2 separate regions of the Callithrix jacchus genome follow, and region 1 is linked to region 2. The links are chromatin contacts, called in public Hi-C maps. All regions are on one chromosome and are shown on one strand. Each heading gives the region's core, a stretch centred on a gene start, on an enhancer-like site or on the middle of the called end of the contact. The rest is flanking DNA. Distances are from core to core; before and after follow the strand shown.

Region 1 (6,283 bases), core at 2,085-4,584, 65 kb after region 2:
GTGGTGAAGTCTGGGCTTTTAATGAAAACAGTCTTTATTTTATTTATTTATCTTTTAAAACCAGAGTGGCCCCCATTTTGGGCTTGTCTGATGTTTCCTCATTATTAGACTCAGGACATGCATTCAAAGACAGAACTGCACCTAAGTTACATATCTTCAGATATACCACTACTTCCTGAATCAGAGACGATTCAGCCCTCTAGGAGTCTAACTGTGGATCCCAGGCTGAAAAATCCTCCTTACCGACATTGATCTCATTGCACCCTAGCAATCCTGTGAAGTTGACATTATCTTCATTTTACAGACAAGGAAATAGAAGCTCAGAGAGGGAGGGGGCTCCTAGGACAGCAGCTAGTTCTCACACAACTCAAAGAGTCTCACCTGGAGGCTGAGTGCGGTGGCTCACACCTGTAATCCCAACACTTTGGGAGGCTGAGGCAGGTGGATCACCTGAGGTCAAGAGTTCGGGACCAACATGGCCAACATGGTGACAACCCATCTCTACTAAAAATACAAAAATTATTCAGGCATGGTGGTTGGGGCCTATAGTCCCATCTACCCGGGAGGCTGATGCAAGAGAATACCTTAAACCCAGGAAGTGAAGGTTTCAATGAGCTGAAGTCGTACCATTGCACTCCACCGTGGGTGACAGAGCGAGACTCCATCTCAAAAAAAAAAAAATAAAATCTTACCTGGAAACTGGCTGGAAGGCTGGAAAAGAAAAAACAGGAAACCGGATTTGGGGGTAATGCCAAGGACAAAAGAACCAGGAAAAGACACCAAAGATACACAAATAAAGGGATCCACAGAGATCACACACACACGCACACAGAAGTGAGTGGGGCGGGGAGAGGAAGAAGTCAAGAGAGACAAGAATATGTCTACAGAAATAGCCAGTCCAGGCTCTGTCTGACTTCTGGGAAAACAGAATGGTACAAACAGAGACTCGGAGAAGGAAGAGGAAGATGAATAAAGACTTTTGAGGTTAGTGTTCAGAAGACAGCTGGCTAGTCATTTGGTTGAGGCCTCAGAATGTTATTCCATTGTTTTCTATCTCTGAAATGAGTTTAAGTTGATGACGTAATTAACCAGAACAACCTCCTGGGTTGGGGAATTCTTCTCTTCTCTGAGTATCAGCAGCAATGTTCTGGGCAATCTTGCAGTATTGCCTCAAGAGGCAGAGAGAACCAGATCAAAGTTTTCCTGCTCTCCCCAGGACAGAGCAGAGATCTGTTCAAGACAGTGCCTCTCACCATATTTTGTCTCGTTTCTGAGTTGACAGCATCTCTGCATTTCGGTCATAGTACGTGTCGATGGTCAAGTTCCTATCCACGTTGTGCGCAGAACGGAAATTGGAAACAACACGAGTTGGAACACCTAAGCATCTCATCACTAAAGAGAAAAATAAAGTATAGAGAATCACTGAGTTCATCTAGGCAGAATTACTAGTTTTCCATGCATAATTTCTAACATTCAAGCTGGAGGACAGAAAGCCGACTCTTATGGAACCACATGAGTAACTCCTTTATTCCCAGAGAATCACACCCAGTCCCAGAGCCTGCTTCCCCGTCAGTGGTCAACATCCCACAAGGAGAAAGGAATCATTTGAGGATCACTTAAAACAACAAGTTAACAATAATCCATTTTATCATTTAGCAGTCTTTCCACTAAGCAGCTTTCCAAGTTAAAAACAGAGAACCTAAAACATTTAATAACTAGAAAGAAAAAATTTAAATTTTTAGCGCTGTGGTTGGCCATTTTCAAATGAAAAGCTGTGTGAACTTTGGTAAGTTATTTGACTTCTCTGGTCCTTAGTAACCTCATGTCTAACAAAATTAACCAAATGATTATTAGTTCCAAATTTTTTTTAACCTTTATTTTAGGATTGAGGGTACACATGAAGGTTGGTTATGTAGGTAAACATGTGTCACGGGGGTTCGCTGTACAAATTATTTCATCATCCAGGTATTAAGCCCAGTACCCAGTATCTTTTCTGCTCCTCTCCCTCCTCCCACCCTAGTTTGGAAATTTGGGATCTGTAATTCTAATTAAAGATAAGAGGTGGGGAAGAGGTATGAAAGAAATTAGAGAATGGATAGGACAAGATAAGATAGACTTCTAGAGACAATGGAAGCGTCAGCAGAGACAAGGGGAAACCAGAGGCAGCAATCATCTTTAATAAGGCAGCAGCTCCCTCTTGCGGCCTCTCATGATACTGCCATAAAGGCTTTTAAAAACTGAGTTAGGATTTCACAAATCTAGTCCCAAAGTGTAGACATCACCCCAACACACACACACACACACACACACACACACACACACACACATCTGCCTGCCCAGGCCCAGACGAAGTCAAGCCAAGAGCCAGCAAGAGCCAGGTGTGAACTTGGGGGAACATGGGTCTCAAAATCTTTCAGCATGGCGAGGAGTTTGGAGAGGTTTATCCCACTCCTCTCTCCCAGGAGGGGGAGGGGCAGACAATGCCCACTGAGGCTGCCAGGAGGATTACACAGCTTTGAAAAGTAAAAGGACTATTGAGAGCATCCAATCCATTTGTTTTGATTCTCTGAAGAGCCCCCAAGAAGGCTGACTGTTCTACAGTCACCTGTCCACTCACAGCACAGCTCCTGGGCTTGTCACAGATCCATAGCAGGCATGGGAGAAACACATGGGCTGCAAGTGGCCAGAAGAAACTTGGCAGGGGCAGCTTCCCCAGCGCGCAGTGGCCCCAGAACTCAAGGGCCTGGAAGTGGGGAGAGGCTTGGAATTGGAGCAGGTGGTGGACCTCATCCTTCTCCTACTCATCCCAAGCCTCCTCAGTAACAGCTACCTGGCCACAGCCTGGGGACTTCCCAACCCAAGGGACAACTGGGAATACTGAATGCCAGAATAGCCCCAGCCCCATTTCACACCTGAGCAAAGTGAGGTCACTGGATTCAAAAACTCAGATTTAAACCTCCTCTGTCTTTGCAACACCTATATATAACTGCCAGGCTGTGCCGCTCCTCTCCAAAAAGTCTCTGCTCTTGTCTTTGGCACCTGTCTCTGTCCTCTTCATTCTCCACTCCTCCTTTTTCCAACTCAGAGTCACCCTGTTAGTTCAGCAAACGTTGATCAAGCTCCACTCCCTAATGTAGCAGGACAGGCCTGTGTAAGGCATTTTGGCCTTGCAAGGGTGTGACAGGCAGTCACCTTAGTATTCTCCATCTTCCTCTCATCTTCACAGATAATCTGCTCAACAACTTTGCACTGAATTCTAAATAACTGATACTGCATAAAACATTGATGTTCTTTAAGGGTAGTCACCAAAGCAGCAAGTCTATAATGATAACTGCTCAAGGATCTCTTGGTGAAGCATGTGGGAGCTGCTAGCTCTGCCTACGGGTGAGGTCAGCTATCTCATGCCATCTGCTTGCACCTGCCCCCATGCCAGGCTCGCCTCGAGCTGAGATGCCAGAGCAGATGGCAGAAAGAAGCCATTTGGTCTCTGCTTCGGGACTACAAGCTCTTCTATCCAGGTGACTGTTATAACAGTCTGACTGCTCCATCAAGGATACTGTGCAGTGATTGCCACAGGTCAACACCCCTCTCACATAAATGCACAGGATCCTTTGAGACTATATGGTGTGCTGGTTCAGGGCCTGGGTGCCCACCATCCCCAGCGGTGGGGCCACGGGAAAGTAATCGCATGTCTACATGAGTGATCTTTTGCTCACCGGTGCACATAACAGAAGCGAAGACCCAGCACTGTCCATACTTCACAGGCTGCCCGCCCCTGGCTGACCACTGCCGTAGGATGGCCACACTGCCGTTCCACTCCAGAGGGCTGACCCCCTTGGAGTAGTCCTCACCCCAGTTCCCCTGCAGCACGCCATTGTCATCATTGCTGTTGATCTGCATAGGACAGACAGGTGAGTTTCCACAGCGCCCGGGGAAGCTCAGACTGTCCTCAGACGGTGGGAAGCATCCATCCTTACCATGGCACTCACCACCCTGCACACGTACACCACGTCGTTCCGCTGGGAACAGTCTTTGGCCGGGTTCTTTAAGTAATACAGGCTCTTGTTCAGGATCTCAAAGCAGATGTCTATGACGTCCTCTTCAAACTTCCAAGTGATTTTGAGGGAGAAAGAAGAGAAGAGCAAATGTCTAGAATTCTGAAACTTTAAGCCACTAACAGACTTTTGGGGATGGCATGTACATGGGGATGTGAGGGGGGCACACTAAATATAAGACAAGGTCCTGTCTTTGAAGAACTTGTAAATCAAATTGGGAATGTATTAGGTTTGGAATTCTGAAAAACTAAACTGTGTTGCTCTGATGGAAAATAGAAACAGAATTTGAGAGTGAGAGATCCCTGTTGACTGAATAGATGAGAGAAGGTTTTGGTACCAATGGACTTTGCTGGATTGGGTGAACAGGAAGAGAGGAGAGTGGGGACATTTACCTGAGGTCTTTGAGCATGGTGGGTATCAAGGACTTAGACGCCTATCTGGAGGACTTGAAGGAGCAGGGAAAAGATCACAGCAGAAAAAATCTAGAGATCAATGTAAGGCCAGGCATGCCAGTCTCGAAACCAGGTAAAGGAGCTCAGAGCAGACACTGTATGCCCTGGAAGAGCCAGGGTAGGCTCAGGATAGACGTGCACAATGTCTGTCTCAACACTTTGGCTGCCAAATGCACAGGTATTTGTCTCAGTTTCAAAGAGGGTCACAGGTTGCCATGGTCGGAGAATGGGGAAAATGTGCAAGGCTTCCCCCACCTCTTCCCTTCTGGAGTTTGTGGACAGGATTGAGGTGGCAGTGGGAGGGAGAGAGAAAACACGCCTTCAGGGGTTGAGAGTGGACTTGTTTCCCAGAGCCAAGGCCCCCCTGTGTACACTAACTGGATATTTGATGTGGTTAAAGAATTACTGTTCGGTTTTTTTTTTTTTTTCATGTATTGTGATTAAGTTTTTCAGAAAGTTATCATCTTTTACATGACCACATTCTGAAGTATTACCAGATTAAATATGCTGAAGTATTACTGGATTAAATGATATGTTATCTGTAATTTGCTTTAAAAAAAAAAAAATTGGCCAGACGCAGTGGCTCACACCTGTAATCTCAGCACTTTGGGAGGCCAAGGCGGGTGAATCACCTAAGGTCAGGAGTCAGAGACTAGCCGGGCCAACATGTTGAAAACCTGTCTCTACTAAAAATACAAAAATTAGCTAGGCGTGATGGCATGAACCTGTAGTCCCAGCTACTCAGAGGCTGAGGCGGGGGAATCGCTTGAACCCGGGAAGTGGAGGTTGCAGTGAGCCGAGATCACGCCACTGCATGTCAGCCTGGGCAACAGAGTGAGACTCCATCTCAAAAAAAAAAAACCCTAACAATAAAGTGAGGAGTGGGTGTGGACACAGAGGAGTACAGACCAGGGATGGGCAAGATTTTTCTGTAAAGAACCAAGTAGTGGCCAGGAGCAGTGGTTCACGCCTGTAATCCCAGCACTTTGGGAGGCCGAGGCAGGTGGATCACGAGGTCAACAGATCGAGACCATCCTGGTCAATATGGTGAAACCCTGTCTCTACTAAAAATACAAAAGATTATCTGGGTGTGGTGGCACGTGCCTGTAATCCCAGCTTCTCAGGAGGCTAAGGCAGGAGAATTGCCTGAACCCAGGAGGCGGAGGTTGCGGTGAGCCGAGATCGCGCCATTGCACTCCAGCCTGGGTAACAAGAGCGAAACTCCGTCTAAAAAAAAAAAAAAGAAGAACCAAATAGTTCTATTTTAGCCTTTGCAGGCCATAAGGTCTCTGTCTCAATAACTCAATTCTGCCATTGCAGCATGCAAGCAGCCACAGATGATATCTAAATTAATAAACATGGCTATGTTGCAATAAAATGCTATTTGTGAACACTGAAATTTGAATTTCATTTAATTTTCACATCACAAAATATTATTCTTCTAAAATTCCTTTCAACAGTTAAAAAATGTGAAAACTATTCTCAGCTCATGGGCTAAACAGGCAGTAGGCCACATTTGGTCTGTGGGCTGTAGTTTGCAAACCCCTGGTATTGCTGAAACGACACTATTGAAGCCGAGAGGTGGGTACATGGAGATTCATTACAGTAGCCTGTCTACTTTGATTATGCTTTAAGGTTTTCATAAAAAAATGTTACAAACTAAAAAGGGGGCTGGATGCAGTGGCTCACACCTGTAATCCCAGCACTTTGGGAGGTTAAGGCAGGTGGATCACAAGTTCAGGAGTTCGAGACCAGCCTGGCCAATCTGGTGAAACC
Region 2 (7,085 bases), core at 3,692-6,191:
AGATGTCATCTGGACTGCACTGGAAGACTCTGGAAGAGAGGATGCCACAAACAGGAGGCCCATATCCAACTCCAAATCTCAGGCCCTAAACATGTCAGGGGCTGCAAGTTGCTAGATGTTCATGGGCTGTTTTGATAATAGAGAGAACATGTGTGTCTGGAATTTATCTGTGTGAAAGAGATAAGGAAGTAGAATTCGTTGGTGAAAAATAAGTATCTTAAAAGTAGAAGCTGGGGCCCCAACTTTTCCAAGCCTACCTGGTCTGGGACACTCTGCCAGAGAAGGTTTGGAACTATCTTGGGACTCAGGTCCTACATCTTTTCAATTTTTCCTCCTTTAGTTCCTGAAGAGACAAGACAAGGATCTCATATTGGGCCTTACCTGGGCTTCTGAAACTGTGTTACCAGAAGCACTCATAGCATCTGTACTTGCCTGCATGTATATGAAATGTCTATAGAATGATATAAAACATACTGCAGAAAGTATTGGTTGCCTGTGGGGAGTGGATCTAGGCAGTGGGGTAGAAAGGTTATCTTTCTGCTGTTTACTCTTTTACACTTTTTAAACTTTGAACTTTTGAACTCATTTGAAGGATCTTATGTTAAAAAAAAATGAAACTTCTGCCTTTCACTCTCTCCCAAGAAAGATTCTTCATAAGAAATGAAGAAGTTAATTTTTCATTATTCAAAGATATCATTTTTACCTGGAAAACATGAATTTACTAACAACGATTATAAAAGGTAATTTAGTGAGCTGGCTAATACCAAAATTATAGGCACCAATAGTTTTCATACCTACAATCAATAACACATCAGAAAATGTAACTAAAGACCCAATCTATAATAGCAACAACAACAGAAGATAATATTTCTAGAAATAAACTTAAAAAATGTGAAGTGCTATCAGTAAATAGATTGGAAATGGTATGGAGGGACACCAAAAAAGACCTGAGCAAATAAAAAGGAAGATCACCATCTTGGGTAGGACAACTCAATATTATAAAGAAGTCATTTCTTCCCAAGTTGATCTTAAGTTTAATTCATTCCCAATAAAAACACCAAGAAGATTTTTTTTTGAAACTGATTCCAGGCTTCAAAAGGAAATTTCTAAGATAATAATAGAGTATGACCAGTCTTCCTAGATATGAACATATAATATGATAGTACTGCAGTTGAAAAGTCCATAGATCCAAATATATGCCTTAAATGTATGCTAAATGTGGCACTTAGAATCCATGAGAAAATGAAGGATTTGTCAGTAAATGGTTTGGGGACAATTAACTTGACAAAATACAGTTGGCTTCCTACCTTATGCCATACATTAAAATAAATTTCAGATGGATCAAAACTTTTATTAAATTCTTAAAGAAATAGAAGAAAAAATGAGACACTTCTTAACTTGGGAAAACCTTTTAAAATATTACACAAAACCCATAAGAAGCCATAAAGAAAATATTGAGAAATTTGATTCCTTAAAAATTTGAATCCTTAAAAAATTTTAAATGGAAAAGTTCACATAGTTAAAAGATACGCAACAAGTTGGGGAAAATATTTGAAACTCATATCATGAAGGCTTAATCTCCTTAATATAAAATATGCCTATAAATCAAGAATAACAAACTATTAGAAAAACGGATGAAGGATATGATAGACATCTCACAGAAAAGAAAATAAAAATGTCTCTCAAATCCATGGAGAGATGTCCAGCCTCACTTAATAAAAACGCAAAATAAAAACATCCTGAGATATCCTTCTTTCTTCACCTATTAGATTGGCAAAGATAAAAGAGTTTGACAACATTTTGAGTTGGTAATGATTTAGGAAAATAGTTACTCTCTTATAATACTAGTGGGAGTGCAAATTTAAATTGATGCAGCCTCAGCTGGGCGCAGTAGCTCACACCTGTCATCCCAGCACTTTGGGAGGCTGGTGAATCACTTGAGGTCAGGAGTTTGAGACCAGGCAGGCCAAAATGGTGAAACCCCATCTTGACTAAAAATACAGCAATTATCCAGACGAAGTGGTGGGCACCTGTAATCTCAGCTACTCGGGAGGCAGAGACATGGGAATTGCTTGAACCTGGTGGGTGGCGGAGGCAGTAGGCTGAGATTGTGCCACTGCATTCCAGCCTGGACAACAGAGCAATACTTTGTCTCAAAAAATTATAAATAAATAAATAAAAACTGATGCAGTGTCTCCAAATTGGTGCAGTCTCTACGGAGAGTGTTAGACTGGGTGGCTTAAACAATAGATATTTATGTTCTCACTCTTCTGTAGGCTAGAAGCTCAAGATCAAGGCCTTTAGGCTTGGTGTCTGGTGAAGGCTCTCTTCCTGGCTTGCAGGTGAATTCTCACACAGCCTCTTCTGTGTGTCTCCAGGGAAAGAGGAAGATCTCAGGTGTCTTCTCCTCTTCTAACAAGGACATTATTCCTGTTGGATTGTAGTCCATTCTCATGACCCCACTTCACCTTTACTACCTTCTTAGAGGTTCCATCTCCAAATACAGTCACATTGGGGGTTAAGGCTTCAACATATTATTTTTTGGGGAGGACAAAATTCAGTCCAGAACAGAGGGAAATTAAGTAGTTTCTACCAAAACTTTAAATGTCTATACTTTTGGCTGCTCTATCTATGGATTAGCCGTTCTTTTTATTCCTTTACTTTCTTAATACACTTGCTCTCAGTTAAAGAAAAAGTCTATAATTTAATTCAGTCATTCTGCTTCTGGATATTTATTATACAAATGATCCAACAGGTGTAAAATAAAATGTATACAAGTATATTCAGTGCATTGATATTTATAACCCCAAAAGACTGTGAGGAAATGTGTTCTCTTTCCGGGTCCACAAGGGGGCGTAGTTTTAAGGGCAAGAACTTCCCAGTGCCATGCACCCCTCCCATATCTCTCCATCCGGGAGATTTAACAGTTTTTGTTTAAATTTCGCGCCCGCGGGAAGAAACTAAGAGTCAATCGCCCCAGCGGAAGTTTAAACGAACTCCTTTCATTGGCCAGAGGAACTTGGGGAGGTGGGAATTTCTCCCAGGATAAATTCCCCTCCTCCTTCAGCCACACCGGATTTCCAGCTCTCTGGAATCCTCTGCAGCATAGTGGGACGTCTCGTTCCCTTCCTGGATCTCCCCTCTGGGGTCCCGCTTCCACACGCTTTTCGTGGAAGTTTTCTCTCTTCTTTTTCTCTTTCTTTACCTAAATAAGTCACTTTCTACAGATGCTTTTGAGTCTGGCATTTACTTTTATGCGTGGTCTCTTCTCCCATTCTTGGGGAGTAGTAGACCAAGAACCTGTAGAAACGTCCTCTCAGGGAAGCTGAGGCCTCCCCTGAACCCCAACAACTGGAAACTACCTAAACATTCATGCATAAGGTATTAGGTAGATAAATTATGGGACATGCATTCAATAAAATACATAAAGGTGAAAAATAATGAAGTAGTTCTATAAAGGATGTGGAACAATCTCCAAGCTTGATTTGTTTTGAGACAAGGTCTAACTCTGTCACCCAGGCTAGAGTGCAGTGGCGCAATCATGGCTCACTGCAGCCTCAACCTTCTGGGCTCAAGTGATCCTCCCACTTCAGCCTCCAAAGTAGCTGGGACTACAGGCATAGGCCAGTACACCTGGCTAATTTTTTATTTTTTGTAGAGATGGGGTCCCCCTATGTTTCCCAGGCTGGTCTTGAACTCCGGAGCTCAAGTGATCCTCCAGCCTTGGCCTCCCAAAGTGTTGGGATTACAGGCATGAGCCACCGCGCTCAGCCCAAGCTGTACTGATAAACGGAATAAGTGAGGTAGAGAACAAACTGAATATATGCTATCTTTGAGTAAAGGGTATGTGTGGGGGGAGAATATATATGAATTTGCTTGTGTTTATATGGACTATTTCTGGGAAATTACTTCTTCTAGATAGAGAAACTCAGTGCCTAGGCTTTTTTCTATATGTCCTTTGTATCTTTGTACCATGAACATATATTTATGTGTTAATATTTTTAAAGTAACAAAAACTTTCAAGGGAAAGAAAAGTCTGGCTGAAAGAACTTTTTTCACCACAGACAGCCCCCTACCCGGGAGGGCAATGGGGAGGTTGTGGGCTGGTTTCCCTTTGGGGAATGGGTTCTCCTTTTGGATCAAGCAAAGGGAATCTTCTCTTTCCTGGTTCAGTTCCCATTTGAGCGTCACAGAGATCCAGTCTCTGGCAGTATTTCAGTCAGGGCACTTTTTGAGGAGCCCAAAATGAGACACACGCTGCTGCGTTTTGGTTGAGCTGGGGAAAAGCGAGTGGGAGATGTGAGGAGGATGGAGGGAGGGGTCACCAGAAAGGTCTGTCCCACGGCACCAACACCTTTCTACTCCCCAGCCTCCGGCAGAAAAACAACAGTTCAGGTGGTGTAGACTCAAGAACTATCCACTTATTCATTTCTGAAACAAATACTTGATGAGCACTGTCATACACTAGGAACTGTGCTAGGTACCGGCAGGTACTGTTAGAAACTGTTAGGTAGACATAGTGCCCCAAAAAAGGCGGGAGTGAGTGGAGCAGCAACGGCGGCGGCTCCCAACCTCCCCTTCCCCTCCCCTAATTCCCCTTCCCTTTCTTAAACCCGCCCCGCCAGGTACTCGGCGAGCAGTCGCGGCGCTCCCAAACCACCGCATGCACTTGGCCAATCGTCCCCAACCGCCGCCTGCGCGCGGCTTCCGGGCCCCCTCGCTCCTCCCCTCAGGCCTCAGAGCGCCAGGGGTGCTTCCTTCCCGCCGCCTCGCACTCCCACCTCGCAGTCACGCTGGTGGGCTATGCCTGGCCCCAGCCACAGGCTGCTCACGGGCTTAGACGCTGCGGCCCGAGATGGGGGCCCCTGAGCCTCCCTGAGAAAGAGAGAAGCCGAGAGCCGCGCTCTCCGCCCCCTCCCCCGGGCCGCCACCGCCCCAGCCTGGCGGGAGAAGGAGGAGCTGCAGGCCTCCGGAGCCCGGCGCCGCGGCCCGCATGCTCAGTAAATAAGACGTTACTGAGGGGTTGCCTACACTTCAAAGCACGTCTACTAGTAATGCTCCTGCGGGGGATGGTGATCTACCGGAAAATGTTCAGTATCCCTACCAACTCTACATTACTCCTGCTACCTGCAGTACAGAACGACCAAGTCCAAGTGGTCCAGACAGACCTTTTCAATGTCCAGCCTGCTGGGTGCGATTCACCCGTATTCAGAACTTAAAGCAGCACATGTCCATCCACTCAGGAATTAAACCATTTCAGTGTGACCGCTGTGGGAAAAAGTTCACCAGGGCTTACTCGCTTAAGATGCATCGCCTAAAGCATGAAGTGATTTACTGGTGCCGGAATACTTAAAACAAGGAACGAGAAGAGACCTTTGTTCAAAATGATCTTGGAGAACACCGTTTCGAAAACAACCCATCTGTTCAAATGCCTGTAATTTCATAGGTCTCCTCGACCCAGAATTGTGAAAGCACTTTTCCCTTGGGGTCTCTTGGTGGACAGGCAGAAAAAGGAAGACGTGCCCAAACTAGAGATGAACTCCCCCCCCCCCCCAAAATCAGAGCTGTATTCTATAACTATTGAGTAATTTTGTGATTTGGCTTCATTTTTGTTTTTTGGAAATTGCCTGTGTTTGGTCTTGTACATTTAAATTTAATTTTTTAAACAAAAAAAGCCAGGCGGTGGGGGAGGGGGAGATTGGGAAAGAATTTCCCTTTTTACTTTCTGAGCCCAGAAACTGATTTTATTTTTCATAACTGAGAGATTACTTATGTAAGTACACAATAACATGACGTCGAAACAAACTATGAGACTTAGGAGAACTGGTTGACTTAAAACATATACCAGTTTCTTTTTCCATTGTTAAAAGTAGGCTAACAACAGATCATTAGCTAGAGAGGAAATCAGATGCTTATTGACCTTCTTGAGATGAAAGTGTACACAAGAAACTAATTACTAAAATAGTCTGACAAATGGCCTGAGTAATACTTACTGCTATACACAAGACGTGTATAATATTTTGTAAAGCCTGTTGTTTTTGTAAGTATTTACGGCAAGCTTTCTTAAAAATAATTAGGATAAATACTTCTGAAATCTGGCCTTCCTTTTTTTTTTTAAGCTTTGTCATTTCTATTCTGATTTTTCCTGGTGAAATTCTGGTACTGAGATGGGCATTCTCTGTACCTTTATAATACCACTCCAAAGGCAAAGAAGCATGATTGACAACAGTCAAGCTGTGGATGAAATGACCAGGAATGGAAAATGAAGTATGTAAATCCCACTTCACAGGAACTCTTCTCATATTGTTTTTCTGACTAAAATAGCTGTTTACCTGGTCTGAATGTTAATGCCTAAGTCATTGCCCAAATAGTTTTCCCCTGGCCCCATCAATATGTTCTCTTGCATATATTGGCATGCTCCCATATAAAGTAAAAATATTGGAGATATTCTTTTTTTTTTTGTTTTGAGACAGAGTTTCGCTGTTGTTACCCAGACTGGAGTGCAACGGCATGATCTTAGCTCACCGCAACCTCCGCCTCCTGGGTTCAAGCAATTCTTCTGCCTCAGTCTCCCGAGTAGCTGGGACTACAGGCGTGCACCACCATGCCCAGCTAATTTTTGTATTTTTAGTAGAGAGGGGTTTCACCATGTTGACCAGGATGGTTTCGATCTCTTGACCTCGTGATCCACCCACCTTGGCCTCCCAAAGTGCTGGGGTTATAGGCGTGAGCCACTGATATTCTATATTTTATATAAAGGTTTATGTATTGTTGGGGATGTTTTCGTTGTGCTCTTTTGGACATAATAAAGAATTCTCTGTTGAGGCAAAAAAAAGAAAAAGAAAAAGAAAAGAAAAGAAACTGTGGTAGGTACTGTTAGGAACTGTTAGGAACCGTATTAGGTACTGGTAATATAGCAGTAAATTAGATAGATGCGTCCCTGGCACCAAGGAGCTTCTATTCCAGCAGGGGGAGACAGACAGTACTAAGTGCATACACCATTAGCTGTTTCTCTGCCAAGTGTGCTAAATGCTGTGAAAGAAGTTTGAGTGCTCTCAGACCTAGGTGTGGAAGGTCAGGGTAGA

The links. A called contact is a pair of places that touch in the nucleus more often than the background predicts.
Region 1: a Hi-C map of skeletal muscle shows a contact between it and region 2, with 3 times the contacts expected there. The contact joins the enhancer-like site here to the promoter of EPB42 in region 2. A contact is called at or near these places in 2 of 3 Hi-C or Micro-C datasets (induced pluripotent stem cells and skeletal muscle).

What each region holds. Positions count from the first base shown.
Region 1 is chr8:31,026,012-31,032,294 of calJac240_pri, forward strand. It overlaps TGM7 (transglutaminase 7), which reads right to left. Exons shown (of 13, transcript XM_078334092.1): 5 at 3,978-4,106; 6 at 3,717-3,894; 7 at 1,254-1,392. Among named protein-coding and RNA genes, the nearest start is that of TGM7, 21 kb to the right of the region's middle. Within about 2 kb of position 3,335, at least 2 of the 16 cell types and tissues checked have an H3K27ac peak or open chromatin away from gene starts, as enhancers often do.
Region 2 is chr8:30,959,410-30,966,494 of calJac240_pri, forward strand. EPB42 (erythrocyte membrane protein band 4.2) reads right to left here and starts at 4,942. Exons shown (of 16, transcript XM_035259441.3): 1 at 4,782-4,942; 2 at 258-343.